Regions from separate parts of the Mus musculus genome. Here regions 2 and 3 are each linked to region 1. The links are chromatin contacts, called in public promoter capture Hi-C maps. All regions are on one chromosome and are shown on one strand. The core of a region is the stretch at or near the end of the contact, and the rest is flanking DNA. Distances in the headings are between cores, read along the strand shown.

Region 1 (4,546 bases), core at 802-3,301:
CTGACTAAGACAGCCATTATAAGGTCATGTCCAGCCGCACAGTAGCACCTGGAATCCTTCCTCATGGTAATGAGGTATCCCTAGCACCCTGGCCCTGGCCAATGATGTTCACTCACCCTGAAAGCCTCCATCCCCTCGAAGGTTTAAATAGCGTTTATTCCCTCCATTAAATGAGCTGCCTCACTGAAGCTCTCTCCTAAGAGTCCGTTCTCAATGTGCTCACTGCCACCTGAGGTCTCTTGCTCCTGGTTGTCCTGCCTCGGTTTCTCTCTCAGGATCTACCAGTTGCAATAGTAGCCAATCACATGTACTCACATACATAAAATAAATAAATAAATCTTAAAACAAGATATTTTCAAAATATTTCATTTGTTTTTAAAAAAAGACATTTTAACCTTATAAAAGATTTGTTTTTTAAATGTGTGTGTGTTTGTTTGTCTTTTTTTTTTTTAAAGAATTTATTTATTTCATGTATGTGAATACACTGTCACTGTCTTCAGACACAACAGAAGAGGGCATCAGATCCCATTACAGATGGTTGTGAGCCACCATGTGGTTGCTGGGAATTGAACTCAGGACCTCTAGGAACAGTAGTCAGTCCTTTTAACCACTGAGCCATCTCTCCAGCCCTGTGTTTGTTTTGCTTGCATAGATGTGTGCCTGTCTGTCATTCACATGCTGAGGCTGTAAAAGGGCATTGGACCCCTTGGATGAAGAGTGATAAGCAGCTGTGAGCTGTCCTATGGGTGCTGGAAATTGAATCTGGGTCCTTTGGAACGGCAGCCAGTGTTCTCCATTGAGGAGCCTTCACTTCCGTCCCCATGTTTAACCTTTTATGTGAGAATTGATCTGCACCCTTTCCTCCCAGGAGCAGTAAAGTAAAAACACTGGGAATACTTTTTCAAGTGTCACACTGCAAATCAAGTGTGTTATTCACAAATGAAGTATACAGCTTACAGAAGACATGAATTCCTGGCCCAGTCTTGGTCCTAACAGAATGCAAGCAAAGTCAAATGTATTCCCATCTTTTAACACCCTCCGATTCTTCCTGAGCGGACAGTGAACCTTGGACTTGGAGCAGAGTTGAGTGTGGGTGTTTTCAGCTTTCTCTCATGGAGCAGAGCAGGGAAGTGTTTTTGAGACCTCTGAGTGGCTACCTCTCCAGGTCCACTTTTCTCATAGTTATTATCCATTTCCGGGGAGGCGGATGCTCCTGTATTTAGTCCTGTACTAGTGTGGAGCCCGCCTGACTCCACTGCTAATTAAAGGGAGAAAGATTAACTATCAGATCCTCTCTGTGTGTGGGAGGTATGGTAGTGGTTCTTAACCTGTGGGTCACGACCCACGAAGGCGCCTACCTGGCTTCATGGTTCATTGAACTGTGCCCTTCCCCCCAGCCTTGAGCAGGCAGAATCAGACTTTGTTTCTGCCACAGTTGGCTAGCCCACCTAGGGTGGAGTCTTCCAATCTAGGTAAAGTCTATTGTGTGCCACATCTGCAGCTTCCTGCAAGAAGCCACCACCTGCTAACAGGCTGCCTGAGCTTGCTTTCCTGATAAAGCAATGAGAGTCTGGCAAAGTGGGGGATGGGTCTCCCCCCTTTAAATTCAAGTATGTGGGAATGGGAGACCGACTGCGGTGTCCTTGGGAGCCAGAAGAGGGCAGCAGACCCTGGGAGCTGTACTACAAGAGGTTGTGAGATACCAAACCTGGGTGCTGGGAACAAACCCAGGTCATCTGCAAGTGCAGTAATTACTGTTTTAACTGAACCATCTCCAGCCATCAATCTTCATTCTTTCCCCCCTTCTCATCCTCAGCCCCCACCACACTCCTTGATTCAGGCAATGCTCCTGCCTCAGCCTCCAAGTGCCACAATTCTGTAATCAAGTAAAAAGCGCAGAGGAAGTGCTGGAAACAGGTGACCTCCTTTCTGGGAACCCCGTGGAATTCCCTTTTAGAGTTCAACCTACAGGGAGGTGTTCCGGTGGTGGTGGGTACGGAGGCACGCTCAGATCTCGGACTACAACTCCCAGCATGCCCCGCGGATCTTCGAGTCAGGTCTCGCGCGACCTGCGACAGTCTCGGGGTGGTTTGGGGGTTCGGTTGCCGGCCGGCGACTGTCCTCCGTAGGGGAGCGTTCGTCGCGCTCTCACGATGGCTCTGCTCTGTTCAGCCCAGCAGCCTCTTGGGCCATCTGGAGCCTCGGAGCCTCTTTAGTGCGGGAAGTCGGGCCGCAGGCGGCGGGCGAGCAGGTAACCGACCGCGGCCTGGCGGAGCTGGGGGCAGCCTGAGTTCCGGGGCGCCGCGGCCTGGGGGGCCTGGAGGGGGGCTCTGTTCCACCCTAGCGGGGCTCGAGGGACACCAGAAAGACCCGCACAGTGAGCCTCGGAGCATCTGCTCGCTGCGAACCAGCCGGCTTCGCCTTGAGGGGTGGGACCGTGGGAAGGTCGGGATTGGCTTTACACATCTCAGAGGCTTTGTTTTGCACCTCCTGCGAGAGAGTCGTGGGCTTGGGGTCGCTAAGGGAGAGGGAAAGGGCGTGTGTCTGGCTTGCGGATGTCCCTAGGACCGCAGTGAACTTGAACAAAAATCTGGACCAATAATGCCTGCTGTGCAGCGCCGCGGGTTTGTTTTCAAGACAAGGGTTGTGTGAGAATGCGATGACTTTTAGTGATGCCGAGTTGGTCTTCTATGCTGGCATAGCTCATTTCTGCCAAGGGGAAAGGCTGCTATGTAATCCGGCTGGGGAGTGGTCGGATGTTCGGTGGACTTAGGGGCGCTGTACCAACCTTGCTTGTTTATTGTTACTTAGAGCCTCTGGATGGACCCTTCCTCAGAAGCTTCGCTAATTTGCAGAAGCTGGGCAATGCTCCTCATTAACATCTGTCTGTCTGCATAGTCCGGCGTCATTTCACTGTGGTAAGGTGTCTGTCTAAACTGAGGTTTGGCTTTCTCCTCTCGGGTGTTCAGAGGAGCCAGCCATAGGATACTGGCAAACTAGTGGACTTTATCCTTCCGGGGGTGTGTTTGTCACTCATTGGTTCTAGCGTGTGTATGTGTCAACCTTACTTACCAGCCATAAGTCTCTGCGTGTCTGTCAGAGCACTGGAATGACCCTCTGCTGTGCAACATAAGAAAATGCCCTATGTTATTTTTATTAGGTGGAAGGGACTCAGCTCCGAATTACGTATAGAAAAAAACACCTGGATCCCTGTCTTTCAATGGCTTCAAGACAACCAGAAGTGCCTGGTAAACTTAAGTTCTTATTGGTTAAGTCTGTACCCCCACCCACATCCCCCAGAGAGCTTATTTTCTCAGAATCCTTAGTACTGATCTTCTTTAGTATTAGGTCATCACCTTCTCAGCCGTGGTATACACCCTGACCTTGGCTTACAGCCTCTTGCCATAAGTGTCTTTTGTGAAGAGTAAACACTTTTTGTTTGTTTTTCCAGAGACAGGGTTTCTCCGTGTGGTTCTGGCTGTCCTGAAACTCTGTATTTAGACCAGGCTGTCCTTGAATTCACAGAGATCTTACCACCTCTACCTCCCAAGTGCTGTCTTTAAAGGCGAAATCATAAGTGAAGTTCAGAGTTGCTGCTAAATCTACATCTACTGTTTTTTTTTTTTTGAGACAGAGTCTCCCTTTGTAGACTTGGCTGTCCTGGAATTCACAGAGATCCTCCTGCCTCTGCCTCCTGAGTTCTGGGATTAAAATGCATGTACACTGCACCTGGCTCAAAAAAGTTTTTGGGCAGGCAGTGGTGGTGCACGACTTTATCCCAGCACTTAGGAGGCAGAGGCAGGTGGATTTCTGAGTTCCAGGACAGCCAGGGTTACACAGAGAAACCCTGTCTCGAAAAACCAAAAAAAAAAAAAAAAAAAGTAGATGCCAGCGGCTTTATTACTATTGTCTTTATGAAGCCATTGGACAAGGTGTTAGACACTGTTTGAAGTCGCTCCCCAGTTAGGCAGGTTAATGGAAGCTTCCTCCATGTACCCTAATACCATTTGTCTCTACCATCACGTGTGTCTTCCACTTACACTGGACTCTCTAACGCCCTTGTCACCATGCAGAGCTATGTGTGTGCTCATGAGCTTAAGGCTTTGTAGCTGGCAGCAAGGAGTGAGCCCTGGCTCAGTGTCTCCTGCGCATTTGCTAGCCGTGTGGTAGTGCTTAGGTTCCGTAGCACGGTTTCCTGAGCTGGGAAATGGGAAAGAGTTTACTTAGAGAGGAGTAGATAGAAGGAGGGCTCTCAGTGCCAGGTCATTTGTGTTTGCATGTCTTTTTCCCTTGAGATAGCAATGTACATACTGTAAATTCACCTAGAGTGGGTGATTTCATGGTTGGTGTGTTCATAAGGTTATGCATCCATCAAATTAATCTACTTACAAAGCATTTTCATGCCCCCAGAAATACTTTGTACCCATTAGGAGAAACACCTCATTGCCCTCTCCCTGGCCCTTGGCAACTAGTAACTTCTTGGGCTTGTTAGTTATTAGTATTGGTGATGGTCACATGGTAGCTCTGGGTCCCCTTGCTGTTTAAG
Region 2 (4,546 bases), core at 776-3,275, 1.0 Mb before region 1:
GGACACTCTCACTCTTTGCTCTAAAAGCCAAAACCACTGAGGGTCCCAATTTTATCAGTAAAAGTGATGATACTGAACACAGACAACAGAGGCTGCTGGTGCCACCTGGTGGTCATCTTCAGAACTGCAGTACTGGCTGCTCCCACACTCAGGTTCTCAGGGATGATTTAGAAAAGGGATGGTCTCCTTTACCTAAAGCTAGTTAGGGGTGCTTCAAACCCAAGTAAGCTCGCACTAGAGCTACCACCCAGTTACTACACTATTTTATATATGTCCCATGAATCTTTGCCACTGTGTCAAAAGCACTGAATGGACATCAATCTATTTTTCTGAGAACACAATAACAGAAAATGATCAGAAGATGGCAATTCTCCTCTATAAACTATCTTCACCATTCTTCAATGAGCCCTTACAAGTAGATATTATGATATTCATTTCAGAGATGGAAAACCGAGGTCAGAAAAATTAAGTGGTCTATTTCTGGCCACCATGGACCATGCTTCTACTATATTACTGTCACCTTTTAACACCAAATCTGAAAAAAAAAAAGAAAAGAAAAAGAAAAAGAAACAAACACCCCAAAAGTGTGTCCACTAAATTCTAGAGCCTTACAATATCTAACAAATGTGTCATTCATTAAGTGAATATACACTAACGTGTTGGGGGAAAGAAAATGGGGGCCCCCAACCATAAATTACATTGTTCCTCCATACCTGTGACTTTGTTATTGTTATGGATCATAATATAAATATCTGATGTATGCAACCCATGGGGGGGCGCGACCCACAGGTTGAGAACCACTGGACTAGCCCAAGGTCCAAACAAAAAGATGCTTCAAGCCTAAAAGTGTAATGCCCCATAAATCTAGGCAGGAAAATCACCTCCGCCATTCTGTTTCAGTGAGAAATATCTTAAACTCGGGTATGAGCCAGACTCACACCTAACACTTAAAGCAGACCCCCACACAAGTACAGCAGCACAGGAAATGAACTACTGGGTGTGTCTAGTATAAGACAGGCAATGGCTAACCAACCAGGAAGAGAACACAGGAAGCTCTGTCTGGTGTGATCTTCCCGGCCAACCGCAAAGTATGAGAGGGCATGAAGGCGAAGGATAGGATTTGAAGTCACATGGATATGACGGGGCAGACAGAAAATAAATAAATAAATAAATAAAGACCTTCAGCGCCACAACACAGAGAGATCCGCTGTAAGAAACGAACAGAATCATCTGCTACATGAAAACAGACAGACAAACACACAAAGGCACAGGAGAAAGAGTGGTTCTCAGCCTTCCTACTGCTGCAGCCCTTTTATACAACTCCTCACGGTTGTGGTGGTCCCCAACCATAAATGTCGTCGTTATTCCACATTTGTGGTTTTGTTATTGTTATGAATCGTAACATAAATGTCTGATATATGCAACCCAAGGGGGCCGCGACCCACAGGTTGAGAGCCACTGGACTAGTTCGCGGTCCAAACAAAAAGATCAATGGAGAGAGCAAGGCAGAGACCCAGACACAGGGACGCGCAGAATAGAAGCTAGTAGGAAAAGAGAGCCGTGCAGACAATACCAATGACGTTCCCCCCACCCCCAGAGAACCACAAACACTCAGGGTGACCCCCAGAAACCCAGATGCGACAGCGTAGGGCTGCTAAGATTTGCAGGAGGTCGAGAAAAGGAATGGCACCCAGGGGGACGCGGCTCCTGCCCGTTGCGGCCGCTCACCTGCCATCCTCCCAGGGCAGCTGCGCCGCTTTCCTCCGGGAGGGCAACATCGTGGCGGGACACAGCAGGACATGGGGCTCTGGCTCAAAGCCCCGCTGCCCGGCCTGCCCAGCCTACGCGGCGTCTCCGCCCCCGCCCCGCCCCCCGGTCCGCCGAGTCCGTCCCTCCGGTTGGGCCGGCTGCACCTCAGAGCCACAGCTTATAAGGTTCTGCTGTCTGGAGAACCGATGGCGGGACCTAGCTAGGTTCTCACTACATACAAGGGCCCACTGGATGTCACAAGAAAGGGAGTTCCCTCCCATCACCCAAGTCAAAGGCGACCAAACAAGCTAGAGACTAGCTGGAACTAGACGTGTACTGCATAACAGAACGTCTGGGATAAGGTACATCTTCCTCCTTTTTCCCCCAAGTGAAGGCTGGTATCATCGCAGCATTCCTACGGTCAGCCCAGCAGAGAAAGCACGTACTCTTGGAGCATAAGATCCAGTTCAGAATTCGGAGCTGATCTCGGAAGACTGATTGTGCTTCAAACACTGCTCTGATAATTTAACAACGCTGAGGCGAGTCGATTTCTCTGTGACGGTTTCATCACTTGGGTTATATAAATTGTTCGTATTCTGTGTGGTCATTGTAGGAAACGAAAACCCATTTGGTGCAGTGCTTGGCACAGTCACACTATATAAATGCTGTCGTCCGATTTGAGAACCTAAGGAATGAATAGGAGACTGAGCCGCCTCTTTGCCTGTGTGAATTTATCTACTCTCTTCCCCTCTTCCCCACCTGGGAAAAGAGAGGCAGTTACTAGACTTCATGTCTGTTCTTTCAGGCAAAATTTAATATTCTAATAAGTACCTAACATTTATTAAGTTTTACTTTGTGCTACTCATTTTTTTTTAAGATTTAGTTATTATATGTAAGTACACTGTAGCTGACTTCAGACAGTCCAGGAGAGGGCATCAGATCTCATTACGGATGGTTGTCAGCCCGTGAGCCACCATGTGGTTGCTGAGATTTGAACTCAGGACCTCTGGAAGAGCATCGAGCCATCTCTCCAGCTCCTGTTCTAAGTTCTTTATGGCTGTGCTTTTATTCAGTCTTTATGAATAGGTATTATTTCCATTGTGAAGATGAAAGGACCAAGGCACAGGCAGGTCATTGGTTTGTGTGCACAATCTTTCCAGCCACAATCCATGATCTCCAATTTCAAGTGCATTGTTTCAAGGTAGATCTTCACTATTGGTTAAGTTAATTGTTCTTAACTTTCTTTCCCCTCTTAAACCCTAACAAACACAACTCAATGATTTGCTCTGTGGCTCACCTAGGGCTCTGCATCCCACACCAGAAACTTACCAAGTCAACCATAGATGGGGCAGACCTTTTTTTTTTTTTTAATTTTCTTTTAAGATTTATTTTATATATGTGAGTACACTGTCACTCTCTTCAGACACATCAGAAGGCATCGGATGCCCATTACAGACGGTTGTGAGACACCATGTGGTTGCTGGGAATTGAACTCAGGACCTCTGGAAGATCAGTCAGTGCTCTTAACCACTGAGTCATCTCTCCAGCCTGATGTGGCAGATCTTAAAGGCAGGATTGACCTCCTGCAGAGACCAGTTAGGCAGGGCCATCAGGCGATAAGACAGTCAGGTGACCTGTTGCTCTAGTGTTAGACCTCAAACTCAAGAAACTAAATTTTACATAAAAACCCAAATTAGCCAGGCGGTGGTGGCACACGCCTTTAATCCCAGCACTCGGAAGGCAGAGGCAGGCAGATTTCTGAGTTTGAGGCCAGCCTGGTTTACAAAGTGAGTTCCAGGACAGCCAAGGCTGTACAGAGAAACCCTGTCTCGAAAAAAACAAAACAAACCCAAATGAACTGCTTTTAAATCAGTGTTCCGTTATTTGTCATGTTGACACTTGGCACTCTTGGTGAGCAATGTCAGATGGTTTTGACAAACCCGTCAGCACCTGCCCGCTACAAGAAACCATAGCAAGGATGGAGATCGTGATGTTCACAGGTGGAGACTACCCTGGAGTGTGAGGCCTTGTGCCCTCTGGAAGTTACTACTCCCACCCACCCTCTTTTTGTTTTTTCCAGACATGGCTTCTCTGTGTAATAGCCTTGGCTGTCCTGGATTCACTACATAGACCAGGCTGGCCTTGAACTCACAGAGATCTACCTGCCTCTGCCTCCTGAGTGCTGCTATTAAAGTTGTGCACCATCACGTCTGGCCTTGTTCCATTCTCTTAAGTCCAAGTATCATCACACCCACCAAGAGTAACTACAGGGCTGGAGAGATGGCTCAGCAGTTAGGAGCACTGACTGCTATTCTGAAGGTCCTGAGTTCAAATCCCAGCAGCCGCATGGTGGCTCACAACCATCTGTAATGATATCTGATGCCCTTTTCTGGTGTGCCTGAGGACAGCTACAGTATACTTATATATAATAAATAAATAAATCTTTAAAAAAAAAAAAGAGTAACCACGAACAGTTTTTCTTCCTTTTTTTCTTTTTTCTTTTTTATTGGGAAACCAATGTAACAAACCCACATTCATTGAAAATAAACTCAGTAACTAAGACTCTGTAGGCTCTGTTTCCAACCAGCACCAAAGTCTCTGCTTGGTTTGATACCAGTTGTTCAAGCCCCAGAAAGGACAATTGTAACAAACTAAAATCAACCTCTGGGCCCCTTTTGTGCACTGCAACCCCTCCACACCCTTAAACTGACACGCAGCAAACACACCCTATATAAGCAGGCTGGTTCTAAGCCAAAGGCAAGAAAAGCAAAGTTTCTGGAATAGCAAGGAGTCACTG
Region 3 (4,546 bases), core at 1,384-3,883, 1.0 Mb before region 1:
TTCTCTTCTGTCCAGTTCTTTAATGACCAATCAGAAAATAATGGAGGGCAGTGTTTTACAAAATACCAAATCAGGAAATGCTTCATAATAATGCCAATACCAATTCTGGACTACATTTGGATCTCTGGGTACAGAATTCATCACTTAAATACACAGTGCTCAAAAACATCCTCAATATTGCCCCTTTTTAGTCTAGAAAAGGACTTTCTCTTAGATTAGTAAGGTATATATAATAAGAACAGTTATGGAAGCTATCAGGTAAAATTACTGTTGCTAACTGTTTCTAATGCTTTGTCTTATTTAGACTCTCACAAGCATTGTTTCCAGACACTGAGGGTCCATAGCTGGCTTTGATCAAGAATTGCCGTGCTGGGCGTGGTGGCACACGCCTTTAATCCCAGCACTCGGGAGGCAGAGGCAGGCAGATTTCTGAGTTCAAGACCAGCCTGGTCTACAAAGTGAGTTCCAGGACAGCTAGGGTTATACAGAGAAACCCTGTCTTGAAAAAAATCAAAACAAAAAACCAAAAAAAAAAAAACAAAAACAAAACCCAAAAAATAAAAATTAATCATTGGCTGGAGAGATGGCTCAGCAGTTAAGAGCACTGACTGCTCTTCCAGAAGTCCTGAGTTCAATTCCCAGCAACCACATGATGGCTCATAACCATCTGTAATGGGATCCGATGCCCTCTTCTGGTGTGTCTGAAGACAGCTACAATGTACTCATATACATAAAATAAATCCTAAAAATAAATTAAAGTCAGGGTTTCTATTTCTACACAAAACATCATGACCAAGAAGCAAGTTGGGGAGGAAAGGGTTTATTCAACTTATACTTCCACATTGCTGTTTTTCACCAAAGGATGTCAGGACTGGAACTCAAGCAGGTCAGGAAGCAGGAACTGATGCAGAGGCCATGGAGGGGTGCTGCTTACTGGCTTGCTCTTTTATAGAACCCAAAACTACCAGGCCTGGCATGGCACCACCCACAGTGGGCCCTTTCACCCTAGATCACTAATTGAGAAAATGTCTTACAGCTGGATCTCATGGAGGCATTTCCTCACCTGAAGCTCCTTTCTCTGTGATAACTCCAGCTTGTGTCAAGTTGACACACAAGTACACGTATGCGCGCGCGCGCGTACACACACACACACACACACACACACACACACACACACACACAGAAATGTTGGGCCTGAGGTCACACAAATAATGAGGCACAGGCCGCCACAATCCAAAGTCAAACAAAAGCAGCTTTTATTCACCAAGGGAAACTCTCACCAAGAGATCTAGCTGGACTAGAGATGCAGTTAGGCTCGGGAGCTGAAGCAATGAGCCCAAGAAGTGGGCTCACAGGCCTTTTAAAGCAGAAAACCACAACCAGGTATGAAGTGGAAGATTAGGGTGAGGGTCTAGGCAACCTTTACCATGGTTGGTTGTGGTTAGGGGGCTTTCCAGAGGTCCTGGTTCCTGATTGGTCTGTGGTGGCCCCTAGGTATTCCAGGGAAAGAAGGGTGGCAACTGTTTCAGGATCTTGGAGAAAAGGCCAGATGTTCCTCCCCTTCCCTGAGTGGTAGACTCTAGAACATTTGTGGTTTTTCTTGGAATTGGGGCCATGCAAAACGGAGGACAGACTTCAAGATGGAGCAAGTTAGGCCAAAGAAGTTTAACCCAGTCCCACCGACACACACACATACACACACATACCTATTAAAACAATAAGATAAATAGAGCAATTTTTAAAAATTGATTTACTTCTTGGTAGTCAAAGTTTCAGATTTTGTTCTGATTGATGTTATCAATATAAATTCCACGTGTAACTACTAAAAAGTTCCAGTTTCACTCGACAAGGCATAAGACAGCATTGGAAACTTAAAAAAAAAATACATATATTTTTTTGTTCCATGTGCCTGAATTTTTCTCCCCCTGTGGGAAGAAAATGGGTGGAGATGACATATTAACAACTAAAATGCTGAGCTATTAAAACATTTCTAATTTTGCTTTGTGGGTTAAAGACCTCTCTCGCACATACCACTTAAAAAAAAAAAAAAACATTGCCAGAGTATGTGCTTTAATCATTTCATCCTTGTCACGCCGATCCTATTATCTATTTAAGTGACCCCCTTCCCCATCAGCCTCAAGAACGACCTGAGTCTGGGTCCTGCAGTTCTGAGCACAGAACGTGGGGCTCCCAGTAAACGACAAGTAAAGACCTGCCTATTCTTTCGCCTCAGGCTGACCACAGGTGTGGTGGGATGATATCTAGGAATCTATGGTAGGCATTTTGCAGCCAGTGCTTGTCCATTGCAAAATGGGAATAATTCGTACCTGTTTCCAAGTGATTTAGGGAGGAGCCAAGAGATGAGCGTGAAAAGTTCGCAGCAAAAAGATTAGTAACTCACTCATTATTTAATGGATAATTAAGCTCCTAGGCCCGCTATTACAGAGCCCAATGTGTTTCTCCAGCCGATCGCAGCCTTTCGGACTAGTGCTTAGGACAGGATCTCGCCCGGGGCTGGTCTCCTGCGAAGCCCAGCGAGGTGGCCTTATTAAAAATGGCGCTGGCGGCTTCCGTGGCGACTGCGGCGGCGCGGACTGAGTGTGCCCTCTGACCTGTTGGCAGCAGGCGGGGAGGGGCGCCGGGCGCCGCCATATTGGCTGTTGTCCTGTGAGGGGAGCGGCGGCGGCGGCGGCGGCGGCGGCGGCGGCGGCGGCGGCGGAGGCGCGAGAGGAGCCAGCGAGCGGGGGAGCGGCGCAAGAGGCAGCATGACTCGGAGGCGGAGCAGGCCAAGCGGCGGCGCGGGCCGGCGGGAGCGGGCGCGGGCCGCGGGGCTGCAGAAGCCCCAGGCGCCCGAGCCGCAGCCGCCGCCGCCGAGCCTGGAAGCGGGAGCCGGTGCAGGGCCCCCGGAGGTGCCCGCCGAGCTGGATTGCGACGGTCCCCGAGAGGAAGAAGAGCCCAAGCTGGCTCCAGGCCCTCAGGTAGGATCGAGCAAAACGACTCCGACTGCCGGGCTGCTTACACCTCCCCAGAGCGGGAGCGGGAGTGGGGCGGGAGTGGGCATGGACCATACTGTGGGTCTGGGACCAAATCCCAAGTCCGGGGCAGATGCTTTCAACCCGCTTGCCGGGAGTGGAAGCTGGACCCCTCTCCAAAGCCAAAGCTCAGCCAACCCTCTTGCGACCCTTGTAAAGCTACCCGTTCAGGCCCTGCTCCGGAGCTAAATCTTCTGACCATTTATGCTCTCTGGGACTCGCTCAGGTCCCGAGACCACCGCTTAGTTCTCTGCCCTCCACTTCCCTTTGGAGCCACCTGATTCCCCCCTATCCCCTAGCCCCTAAAAGACCATCATCTCAGGGCGCTGGAACCTGCAAGGCTGCAGCCTCTGTGCGCCCCTCCACCCCCGCCCCCAGCAGCTTCATCCCTTCCCCTGCACGGTCTGCAGCCGCTACCCTCAACAGCTGTACCTCTCTGCATCTGCCTTCCGGGACCTCTCTCCTTTCCCTACCCAGCAGAACAGTTGGCGGCCCCAAAGACTGTTAGAATAACTCCACTAAAGAGGAAACCCTTGTTCTCCTCCTATCTCCTGTCCCATAAGGAGCCCCCACTCCCACCTCCAACCCCCGCCAGTCCACTAGTTTGGTGAATCCTGCGAGACTAAGAGTATTTGGGAGGATTCTCGGAAGCTTCCAGCTTGCCACCTGGAAGGTCACTTTCTTTTGAGCAAAAAGGAGCAAACAGGAGAGGCGGGGGTGGCGTGGGCCACAGTTGCTCAGGGAGGGTTGTGGCACCCGGGGCTGGGTGGCTCACCCTAAGCTTGCTCTGACAAAAGAGTTTTGAGTTGGTTTTTTGGCTGAGCCTGCCAAGGAAGGCAGGCCCCTGCAGGAGTCTTGGAGGGTCGGATGCAGCGCCCGGATGAGGACGAGGCGTGGCGGAAGATGCGTTTGGCTCTGCAGACACTGCATCGGGCAGCAGGGGACTCTGGGAGGCTGGTGCAGCCTGAAGGCATGGCTCTTGACAGCCTTCTAGTAGAATCTCTGGAATTGTGCATGTGAGTGGGGATGCCATTTGGGGTACCATTCCTGGAACGCTTTCCCTGACCTCCCCAGTTAAACCAAGTGCCCCCTCTGTGCCCACCACCCTCTTTGCTTCCCTTCAATGGCACCACTCCTTCTGTGATGAAACTTGTTGATGTGTCTGTCCCAAGCACTGAACAGTGAACACCACGGGCTGGGAGGATGCCCTTCGTGGGCTCCTCCACGCCTGTCCCAGGCTTTGCCTTTATGGAGAAGTAACTAGGTGAAGGAGGGGAAGGTTGAATCAGGCTAGAACCTGCACTTATTGTAACCTACTTTTGATGCTGGTCTCCTTTGTGTCTCGTATCACGGTGAGAGGATTTTTAATTAATGAAAGTATCTCAACTTCTTGGATGTCAGAAGCATACCCAACATCCCGCTCTGCAGCCTAGGCTGTCACAGGTTGCCCTGTGCTCCTGCTGGGTCTCCATTTCAACCAGACATTGCTTCCCCTTCTTACCTGTTTTGACCAC

What was found. Promoter capture Hi-C pulls out the DNA fragments that hold promoters and counts their contacts. Capture Hi-C pulls out chosen DNA fragments and counts their contacts.
Region 2: a promoter capture Hi-C map of adipose tissue shows a contact between it and region 1, with 2.6 times the contacts expected there. The contact joins the promoter of B4galt7 here to the promoter of 4833439L19Rik in region 1. A contact is called at or near these places in 2 of 9 other capture datasets (adipose tissue and liver).
Region 3: a contact with region 1 is called in a promoter capture Hi-C map of neutrophils, with 5 times the contacts expected there. The contact joins the promoter of Fam193b here to the promoter of 4833439L19Rik in region 1. A contact is called at or near these places in 7 of 39 promoter capture datasets (the HPC-7 cell line, HPC-7-derived erythroid cells, fetal liver and 4 more) and 2 of 115 datasets of contacts at active chromatin or transcription factors (large pre-B cells and microglia).

The regions. Positions count from the first base shown.
Region 1 is chr13:54,562,887-54,567,432 of GRCm38.p6, reverse strand. 4833439L19Rik (RIKEN cDNA 4833439L19 gene) reads left to right here and starts at 2,051. Exons shown (of 9, transcript NM_133797.4): 1 at 2,051-2,251; 2 at 2,812-2,918; 3 at 3,161-3,248. The coding sequence starts at 3,221.
Region 2 is chr13:55,597,375-55,601,920 of GRCm38.p6, reverse strand. B4galt7 (xylosylprotein beta1,4-galactosyltransferase, polypeptide 7 (galactosyltransferase I)) reads right to left here and starts at 2,025. Exons shown (of 6, transcript NM_146045.2): 1 at 1,729-2,025. The coding sequence starts at 1,778. Tmed9 (transmembrane p24 trafficking protein 9) reads right to left here. Exons shown (of 5, transcript NM_026211.3): 5 at 4,224-4,546.
Region 3 is chr13:55,569,207-55,573,752 of GRCm38.p6, reverse strand. It overlaps Fam193b (family with sequence similarity 193, member B), which reads left to right and starts at 2,633. Exons shown (of 11, transcript NM_145382.4): 1 at 2,633-4,048. It overlaps Gm31364 (a long non-coding RNA gene), which reads right to left and starts at 2,657. Exons shown (of 2, transcript XR_873486.2): 1 at 2,328-2,657; 2 at 1-17.